Regions from separate parts of the Mus musculus genome. Here region 2 is linked to region 1. Evidence: chromatin contacts called from public promoter capture Hi-C data. All regions are on one chromosome and are shown on one strand. Each heading gives the region's core, a stretch centred on a gene start, on an enhancer-like site or on the middle of the called end of the contact. The rest is flanking DNA. Distances are from core to core; before and after follow the strand shown. Region 1 holds the start of Xrn1 (5'-3' exoribonuclease 1). Region 2 overlaps U2surp (U2 snRNP-associated SURP domain containing).

What was found. Promoter capture Hi-C pulls out the DNA fragments that hold promoters and counts their contacts.
Region 2: a contact with region 1 is called in a promoter capture Hi-C map of the 3T3-L1 cell line, with 3 times the contacts expected there. The contact joins the enhancer-like site here to the promoter of Xrn1 in region 1. A contact is called at or near these places in 6 of 39 promoter capture datasets (the 3T3-L1 cell line, the C10 cell line, embryonic stem cells and 3 more), 6 of 484 Hi-C or Micro-C datasets (B cells, CD4 T cells, bone marrow and 3 more), 13 of 115 datasets of contacts at active chromatin or transcription factors (bone marrow-derived macrophages, differentiating embryonic stem cells, embryonic forebrain and 9 more) and 4 of 9 other capture datasets (adipose tissue, embryonic stem cells, liver and 1 more).

What each region holds. Positions count from the first base shown.
Region 1 is chr9:95,951,548-95,956,822 of GRCm38.p6, forward strand. Xrn1 (5'-3' exoribonuclease 1) reads left to right here and starts at 3,213. Exons shown (of 42, transcript NM_001311130.1): 1 at 3,213-3,396. The coding sequence starts at 3,322. Gm16794 (a long non-coding RNA gene) reads right to left here. Exons shown (of 3, transcript XR_871036.3): 1 at 3,081-5,275. It overlaps Atr (ataxia telangiectasia and Rad3 related), which reads left to right. Exons shown (of 47, transcript NM_019864.1): 47 at 1-97. The coding sequence ends at 77.
Region 2 is chr9:95,494,888-95,500,162 of GRCm38.p6, forward strand. U2surp (U2 snRNP-associated SURP domain containing) reads right to left here. Exons shown (of 28, transcript NM_001357974.1): 4 at 948-1,046. Among named protein-coding and RNA genes, the nearest start is that of U2surp, 14 kb to the right of the region's middle. Within about 2 kb of position 2,249, at least 7 of the 459 cell types and tissues checked have an H3K27ac peak or open chromatin away from gene starts, as enhancers often do.

The DNA.
Region 1 (5,275 bases), core at 1,963-4,462:
TGCATTACCTCATACAAGAAGCTACTGATGAAAACTTACTCTGTCAGATGTACCTTGGTTGGACCCCATATATGTAAAATAAAATTATTTCAAAGAATATATTAGTAATCTGAAATCCATGTTACTAATCAGTGGTTTGCCTTTAATTCTAAAGTACAGCATACATTTACTTACATTCTCAGAGAAACTAGTATTTCTCTGTGATTTTTAAAAGTATTTAAAATAATGAATTCAATTATTAAACACTGCTTTCTTCATACATATTGTTTAGTCCAACTAGAGAAATAATACATGTATTCTCATGATCAAAAAATAATGTAATTGCAAAGAACCAGCCAACTTAATTTCATTTTATACTTTATATCAACTTCCTTTTCAAAGTGTTAGCATAAGGTTTCATTTGAATAGCAATGAAGCTATATTGAATTCATGTTGTGGGCAGGTATTGGACTGCCTCTTCTGCCCTGTCGAAAGTGATAGGTTATCATTAAATTCACTTCATAAAGCGCTAGTGTGTGTGAAAATGTGATCAAAGAATAGAAACTCAAGAAATATGCATGTGAAAACTAATCAACTGTGTAGTTGTTGGTGATACTGAAGACTGAACCATGCTCTGCATACGTCCTACCATTGAGCCACATCCTAACCACCAATCTGTACATTTAAAACACCACACTGCTGATGGGCCATAACACCCAGTACAGCAGTCGCAGAAAACACTAATATTTACAATTGTCTATGATTTTTTAAAATCTAAAGTTTTTAATGTGTTTAGATGTTTTCTGCATATTTTCTAATAGATTAAAAAGAAAAGAATTGTAAAGTAATACATTTATTATAGTCAGATGGGAAACTGCTGAATTTTTTCTCCATAAGACTCTGTCTTATTTTTTCCTATAAGTAAAAGTATAATGAGGTAAACTGTAGTAAGTCAGAAGACATAAATGTGAAAACTGAACATACAATTTCCTACTCAGATTTGATGTAAAGCAGTTAAGGACAGGATAATTAGAAAATCTTTTTTTACATACTCTGTGTGTTAGGGGGCGTGCATGTGTGTGCTTTTTATCCATTTCAATTTTTTGGCATCTTATTCATATAAACATGTTTAATTAATTAGCATTGATGTATTTTGGTTGTACTTGGTACTAGATTACATAGGATCATTTCAAACAAATACATCATATACTTTTAACAAATTCCTTCCACAATTCCTTTGTTCCCCTGCCTCAGTCTCTTTTGTTTCTTTCAACACTTTAGTGTTGTCTCTGCTATCATCTCACATATACATATATGATTTTAAGTAGCTATATAAAATCTAGGAACCATATATGAAAGAAAATGTTATCTTTCTGAGACTAAGTTAATTTACTTAATATGATCACTTGCAGCTATTTTCCTACAAAAGATATATAACTTCTTCATTGATGAAAAATGTATACATATATATTACATTTTATATATCCATTCCATATATATATATATATATATATATATATACACACACACACATAATTATATATATATGGAAGGTTCTCTTGACTAAAGATGAATGTTGTCCAAGCGCTAATCATGGAAGACAAGCAGTGCCAAAGGAAAGAATCCAATAACTTCTGAAGTATTTATTGTAAGGAAAGTCACATGATAATAAAAAACAAAACAGAAATGTTTATAGTGGCTTTTGTCCTGTTTGGTTGAGACAGTTCTCATGTAGGGCAAATGCGTCTGGAACTTAAGTAAGTGAGGATGCCCTTGAACTCCTGATCTTCCAGCCTCCATCCTTCAAGTGCTGAGATTCAAACTTTCATGCCACACAGGTTTGAGTTTTGGGGTTGAAATGGGCTTTCTTATCAACTAGGATCTCCCTGAACTTACAATGTACCTGAGGATGGCCTTTAACTTCTGATCTTCCTATGCCTCCTAAGTAACCACAACCGGCTTTTTGAATTTTGTTGGTTTCTTTGTTTTGAAACAGGGTATCAAAAATTGTGGATGAGGGGAGTAACCCAGAGTCTTGAAATGGTGGGAAATTACTCTTTCCCACAATACAACTCACAGACTTTAACAAGAAGGAAGGCCCAAGTGTGGATACCTGAAATCCACCTCGAAGAGGAATAATAATCATGGGAGGCAGAGGGAGGAAATTGGGTCGGAGAGGTGAGAGGAAGGGGAAAAGAAGGGGCGGGATCAGGTATGGAAAGGAGGGATGCCCAGAGGGCCAGGAGAATTAATCAACATGCAGCAGTGGAGGTTAGGGCCCATGGGGAACCTCTAGAAAGTCCCAGAGATCTGGGATGTGAGAGGCTACTAGGACTCAATGGGGATGACCTAAGCGGAAATGTGAGGTGGAAGCAGATGGGGGAGCACCCTCTCAGAGTTGGGAGGAGGGCTTAAAGAACTCCGGGAGGGGGAGTCAGGATGGGGGGGGGGGTTGGAATGTAAATAAAGTAATTTAATAAAAGATATAAAGAGGAAAACTATAAAACTCTTTAAAATATTAGAAAATTAAAACTCTTCTGTAGGTTTACATTACTCAGAGAATTACTCCTCTCACAAGCTAACCAGACTTTTTCAAGTCCACATTGAAAAATAGTAAATTTAACGATCCCACGAGGGACAAGCCCACAGTACAAAAAGCAAGTGTCCAATACCTTTCTTACTAGGGTTTCTATTACTGTTATAAGCACCATGACCAAAAGCAACTTAGGAAGGAAAGAGTTTACTTGGCTTACACTTCCACATCACAGCCCATCATCAAAGGAACTTGAGGCAGGAACTGAAGAAGCTCTGAAGGAATGTTGCTTTCTGGCTAGTTCACTCAGCCTTTTTCACATACCGAAAGACCACCGGCCCAGGGGTGGCAGCAGCACACATTCAGATGGGCCCTCCCGCATTGATCAGTAATCAAAATATTCCCACAGGCCAATTTGGAAGCAGCGTTTTTCTCAGTTGAGGTTTCTCTTTCTAACGACTCTGCCATGTTTCAAGTTAACATAAAGCTAACCAACTGTCTCTTAAACGTTCTTATACCATCCGCAAGTCCACACCTCAATCAACTGGCATTTTAAACCTGAGCTCACCTAATGCGCAAATCACACCTCTTGCGCTGTCACCAACGAGTATGGAAGAGCGAGGCAGCGGGATAGACAGGACCCACCGCCCACCAGCGCCGTCCTGCCCCTCTAGGCCCACGGTTTGCTCTATGGTCTGGCGGACCTTGTGTTGTCATCCTCCGAGCGACGGCCGGAGGCGGCGGCGGAGGCCCGGGCGGGGTGTTTGGTTTCGTTTCTGCACCGACTGGAATTAGTGTCGACGGTCAAAATGGGAGTCCCCAAGTTTTACCGATGGATCTCGGAGCGGTACCCCTGCCTCAGCGAAGTGGTGAAGGAGCATCAGGTGGGTGAGCTCAGGCCGCGGCGCAGAAAGCGGGCCCGCGGGCCTCTCTGCGCTGTGGGACCCCGGCCTTCCAGCTGCCCGCGGTGCAGGTCAGCGGCCGAACGGGGGGAAGAGAAGGGGAACGGAGGCTTGGCGGCCCCCGGGTAGCCGCACCAGGTAGAGGCAGGTCAGAACAGAGTGGCTTGCGGCAGGTCTGAGCTCCCCCTGGGAAGGCACTCCAGGACTTGCAAAGGAGCCCTTGGTGGGAAGGCTTTTAAGGAGCCCTCTCTGTCCTCCTGGGAACCGGACCTGGAGCTTCGCTTTAGGCTGCGAAGCTGTGTGGGACGACTTCTCGGGTCCCTCATCCCAAGCAAAGCAACAGACGGTATACAAGCACTAACGTCCCCGTGGTGGAATCGCGGAGCACTCCAGCTGTGAAGAGCTGCATTTAACCTCAATGCCTGGACCGGTTGCTGTAGCTAGCTAGTGTCTTGGGTTTGTGATACTTTTTCATGCTCCCGTTAGCCCCCAGACAGGACCGACCCCCCTATTGTCTAAACGAACAAAACGTTTAGATGGAGCGCAGGGATGGGGCGGGGAGGTGGGGGGAATGGTGCTTAAAGGCTTTAGTATGGCAGAAAGATCTCGAAACATTATTACTAACACTTAGTGTATAATGACCCTACAGCAGCGGGTTTTTTTTTTTTTTGAGTTCTAAAAGTGTGTATTTGTATATTTATATATACTATATACTAGAATATATCTGCATGTTTGAATGACGGAGGAGAGAAACCAAATGTTCTAATAGGTAAACTAGACTTTGAATGATAATGTAGTATGTCACATTTAATGACTTTGGTTTACAGAAAAAAAAAACTCGTTTTTGAAATTTGTATACTTAATAAATTATTTGTGATAAGTAGCACTGTATTAATACTGGAAGTTGTCAATTATGTGGGGTTTTTTTTTTGTTTGTTTGTTTTAAGGTACTTATAAGGTTAAAGATAGAATCCAGCCTCTGGAAAGGATTCTTTTGATATTAACTTCTAATGAAAGTTGGCATATAAAAGAAACCTTATAAAAAGTTCGAAAATGCTGACTTGTCTTCCCCTTATTTTAGTTAAGATTAGATGGTATGAATTTGGTTGACTTAAATTTAGATGGTATTTATTTTCAGGGAGAAAAGTGAAAATGGAGGCATTGTTTTTCTTTTTCAGGATCTTTAATCAATAAATATTTTCTAGCCTAATGTGTTCAATAACATTTTTATTCTATGCTCTTTGATCACAGACATTTATTTGGTAAAAATATCTTGGGTTCACCATCCTGGGGAATTTCATTGTAAAAACAAAACAGTCTTTTAAAGCAACATCATGACATGGGAAGCAAGATAGATTTTGTGAAAGTTTTACAGTAGATTGAAAGTAAGGATTGCTTTAAAATTACACTGAAAATAAACTTTAAAACTTGTTGGTGTGTCAGCGGGGCATGGTGTCCTACACCTTCAATCCCAGCACTGAGCAGGCAGAGGTAGGTAGATAAACTGACAGCCATGGAACACAGACCTGACAAAACAAGAAACTCGATGTATCAAAGTTAGGCCTTTCACAAATATTTTATTTAACAGAAGACCAAAAAAGGAAGACTAGGAGGGAAGGACCCAAGCACCCACATAAAAGCCGGGAGCAGCATAGAGCACCTGTAACCAGCACTAGAGAGCAGGGACAGGTGAAGCCTGAGGGCTCTCAGGCCAACTCGTCCAACTGATCAGTGAGCTTCAGGTTCACTGAGAGACCCTGCCTCAAAAAACAGACAAAAAAAACTAAATGAAGAACATTTAGTTTCCTGTGTGGTTGCCAGGGTGAACAGAAGCACACCCAGAGGGAGAGGATGGGGAGCG
Region 2 (5,275 bases), core at 999-3,498, 460 kb before region 1:
ACATTTTAGGAAACAATCCTAGGAATTCAAAGGGATTCTCCTGGGAATACAGATGCTAGAAGAAAATACAGGGAAATTCCTCTATAAGCCAGAAATGGAAAAGAAAGGAAAAGCTTGGTTAAAAACACAGTAATTGTAAGGAAAGACTGACAACTGATTATAAAAACAGTTTTTACATGGAAGAATAAAACCAGAAAGAGAATAAAAAGAAATAAAACGGAGGTAGGGGGCTGGTGAACTGCATTGCCACTATAGGAATTGCAAATTCAAACACTCAGGTATCATTTTTCACACTACAGACTGGCAAAAACTCCCCCAGTATAATCTGCTACTTGTGGGTGGTGATATCACTAACACATTACAGATAGAGAACAAACTGTCCCTGCCTGACAGAGAAGTACAGAAGAACCACATTTATTAATTTACCATTCCAACAATTTCCCTTTCAGGAATATGCCTCAAAAGGCAAACTAAAAGAAAACCAAAATGCATCTGTGTATATAACATTATTCATAACAACTTTACTTGCAATATAATGTCCAAAGAGCAAAACCACAAATCCCAATAGGATTTTACAAACCTATGAAGCTTTAAAAAGTTCAATGTTTCAATCCTACAAGTAATCACAAAGATATAATATTTAATTTAAAAAGGTAAATGGAGAAAAGTACCCTCACGCTATTGCATTCATCTAAGGGAGATGGGTACACTACAGTGGTGCATGCACACACAAACACACACTCACACTTTGACAACAAGAACACAACATCACACAGAGCTATAGATAGAGAAGCTAAAGCCAAAATCATGAACATTTGTTGTGTTAAAGACTTGACTCCTGTGTAGATGCAAACATCAAGAAGTCAAATTCTTCAGGAAACACAGCTGCTACTGCTCTCTTACACAGTCACTTCTAAGTATAACCTAAAATACACTCCAAACATTACCTTTTTCTTCAGTTCCTCTTGTTCCTTCTTACTTAGGGTTCGCTTTGCTGTGCTCATTTTTCCAATACTGAATGCTTTAAGCTTGTTTTCTAGAAGAGGCTATAAAAAAAAGCAAAGAGATTATTTTGTCGTTACATACAAATTTTACTGTTACCTATAAGTGTAACGTACTTTAATGATAACTTCATCTTTAGAAGTAAAGTACCCATGCAAAGAAAAACTGGCACACTCCAAACTTAGATCTCAGGCATCATTCTAATGTAAATAGATAGTAATTAAGGGATGCTTTTTATTTCCGAACTCAAAGTCAGTTACAGGCAAGAGCCATTTTTTAAAGGGAAATAAAGGTTAAAAACCAAAGAAATAAAAAACAAGGCTTAGGAGAAAAGAAAGCACAGAGGAGGGCAAATAGACACTGCAGGAAAGGCAGCAGCTATGACAGGAAACACCCTCAAATGGGAGGATTAAAATCACATCACATCCGTAATTAAGTACCTCATTTATCAAAAACACTGATATAAACATAATTTCATTTTTTATTGAGAATGTACCATCTACTTTGCATTCAGATTTCAGCATATATAAATCTTTATAATATTTTTGAATATACATGATCATTCCTAATCTGAAAATCTAAAATCTGAAACACTTAACACCACAAGTGGAACATTTTATATCTGATCTCAAAGAACAGGTTGCAGTCAAATTTCAGGTGTAAAATACTGTGCAACAAATTACCTTTGGGCTATATGTGAAGCTATACATAAGAAAGAGATGAGTTTTATGTTTAGTCTTGGGTCCTATGCCCAAGATACCTCATGTATATGAAAATATTCCAGAAGTCAAAATCTTAAATAAAAAAAGGAAAAAAACAATAAACATGCCAAGCAGTTCAGATAAATGAGTCAATTTATACAAGAAAACTGTGCCTGGCAGCACTAAGTAAACACACTGGGTTTAAAGAATAGAGTGGGATTCTTTCTTCCCTCTTCCTTCCTGCCCCTGTCCACTGCCATCTTCACAACACTGCCAAGCTAAGATGTGGACCAAGCTCAGGAGCTGCCTCTGTCTGATAGAGCAGCTCTCAGCCTCACAGAAGCTTCTCCTTGCAACAGTGAGAGACCACTGCAGAAACTACAACTGTTCAAAATACAGGGACTAACTAACTAACTGATTGAGGGGCACTAAAACACAACTGAAAGAGCAGATCTTAAGAGCCAGAGACCAGGAAGTCTGCTGATAGACTGTCTCCTAGAAATGACAGCCATGAAACCTTATATGGCTGCCTAAACATGACCTGAAATAACACCACCAACAGACATGCTAAAGTGGAAGAAGGAAATCTCCAGTGGCCCTACCTCTAGACAGAAGCCAGGCAACTAAAGACTGCTGAGAAGGAGATTTAGTCTTCCCCAGGGATGAGGCCCACAACTGGTTATACAATACCAAGAGGAAAGCCCTGAAATCATACATACACAAGCAACACTAAAACAACTCAGCAGCTTGTACTTAGTCATTTATGTGTATATATGCATATACATATATATATGTACACATATATATACACACATATCAATAATAATAAAAGGGGTGTGATTTGAGAGGAAGTCAGGAGGTGGGAACACAGGAGGGGATAGAGGAAGGAACTAGAAGGGGGAAATCATGATATAATTTTATTTAAATTTTTAAACATTAAGGAAAAGTACATGAAGTTGGGGGGAAAGGGGGATGTAAGAGGGATTGAAAGGGGAAGAATGGAGGGTGGATTTGATCAAAATCCATTTATATAAATGAAATTCTCACGTATTTTAAAAGAATTAATTATAAAGACAGGAACTCTTAATGTAGACCAGGATAGCCTTGAATTCACAAAGATCTTTTTTTGTTTGTTTGTTTTTTGTGTGTATGCATATGAGAGACAGGGCTCGTGTGCCAGAGCATATGTGTGAAGGCCAAAGAACTTAAGCTAGCTAGTTCTCTTCAGCCATCATGTAGGTCCCAAGCAGCAAGCTGGGGTGTCAGGTTTGATGGCAAGAACCCTTACAACTTGAGCCACCTAACCAATCCAAAGAAACATTTTACTGAAGCCTTCATTATTACAATTTAGAAAGTTTCCTTCTAAAATCTGATCTAAATAGTCTATAGGCCTTTAGTTGTTTCATGTTACTCGGGATTCACAAATGTAAAAGGTAGGGCAGTTAATTAAATACAAGCCTAAAATACTGAAATCTTAAGTTTTTCTCTTCCTTACTAAAATAAGAAGCTAACAAAGTACTTTGGAAGGATATTATGGTGAGAAACATTGAGGCCACCTATTTTGAAGGTTACATTAAAAGCCCTCTGTGAAAGATAATCAGTTAATAACACAAAAGTCACTTCTCTTTCTCTCTCCCTCTTTTAAGATTTCTATTTTCTGAGTGTTTTGCCTGCACATACTCAGGTGCACTATGTGTGTGCCTGGTGCACAATGAGACAGAGGAGCATGTCAGAGCCCCTGGAAATGCAGTTACAGAGAGTTGTAAGTCACCTGTGGGGTACTGGGAACTAAACCTACAGTCCTGGGCAAAAGTGCTCTTAACCACTGAGCCATCTCTCCAGCTCCAACAATCAAATTTTCAAACAGATTCAAAATCATCTTTTCCTCAGAAAAGAAAAAATGTCTTGCCATCATTCACTGTAATTATAGTTAGCTTCAAATGAAGACTACGTTGAAACTGAAGGAAAAACACAATTCTAAGAAACTAAATGTATAGCCAGGCATGGTGGCACACACCTTTAATCCCAGCAGTCGGGAGCCAGAGGCAGGCAGATCTGAGTTCAAGTCAGCCTGGTCTACAGAACAAGTTTCAAGACAGCCAGGGCAATAGAGAAACCCCTTCTCAAACCAAGATGGAGGAAAAATAGAAGGAAGTAACAAAGAAAGGAGAAAGAAGAAGAAAAAAGAAAAGAAACAAAATTTGCATGCTCAAATTTTTGTTTATAAATCCAAAGAGAAATGGCAAAAAAAATTTACTGAATGTTTATTCAAATGAAGAATATAATCTTTTGTGTAAAAACTAAGTTTTGCTGAATTAAAAATACTTAAAAAAAAAGTTATTTTAAGATGTGTTCCTATGGGATGGGGGAATATGTCTTTAATCCCAGCAATCTGGAGACAGAAGCAGAAGATCTTTGTAAATTCAACACTATCCTGGTCTATATTAAGAGTTCCTGTCTTTAAAAAAAAAAAAATGCCGGGCATGGTGGCGCACGCCTTTAATCTCAGCACTGGGGAGTCAGAGGCAGGCGAATTTCTAAGTTCGAGGCCAGCCTGGTCTACAGAGTGAGTTCCAGGACAGCCAAGGCTACACAGAGAAACCCTGTCTCGAAAAACCAAAAAAAAAAAAAAAAAAAAAAAAAAAAGGATAGTCAGTGTTTAATGCTGGCTGGCTGATGACTTAATATTTTCTGATTTTTTTTTCACAAGAAATTTTAATTTGTATACTTTAAAATAGTGCTAGAAATTGAACCTAAAACCTCACACATGCTAGACAAGTACACTAACCTGTATATCAACCTCAAGAAAATTTATTTTACATAGATTTTAGAAAGCCAGAAGACCTGAGGGAGGCGCTGTAGTAATGAGCCCAATTCTCAAGGGCTGGGGAAACTGAAACTCAGTCAGTAAAAATTCCACTGCCACTGGCGACTCAGCATGGAACCCCAGCACCTATGCAGTAGAGGTCGAGAATGTGTCTGTAGCCCAAGCACCACACATCTAAGGCCCAACGGCTAGCCAGGCTGGCAGAACAGAAGAGCAATTCTAGATTTGGTCAGGGAATCAGGTTCATAATAATGTGGAGTGATTGAGGAAGATGCCCAATGTTGACCTTTGGCCTCTACTTGCACCTGCACACACATATGTGTATAATACACATACAAATACAAAGGACTTCTTTCTGTGTTCCTGCCTGTCCTAGGACTCCATTTATCCAAGTGACTAACATCTACTCTTGTTTGTTTTCAGAGCGAACATAAGCTCTCAGAGCACTAGGAATGCATCCTTTTTATACTGTGCATATACATGCATGTTGTAGGTAGGTGGATGTGCATGCCAAGGCATGTGTGTAGTTGTCAGAAGACAACTTTGTAAAGTTATTTCTCTCTATCCACCTGCACACAGGCTCAATGAATCCAACTTGTTTCTAGGGTTACACAGCCAGCACCTTTCTGAGCAATTTCACCAGATCCAATGATTGTCTTAACTGCCTAAATGTTTCTTTTTTGTTGTTTTTGGGTTTTTTTTTTTTTTTTTTTTTTTTTTTTTTTTTTTTTTTAAGACAGGGTTT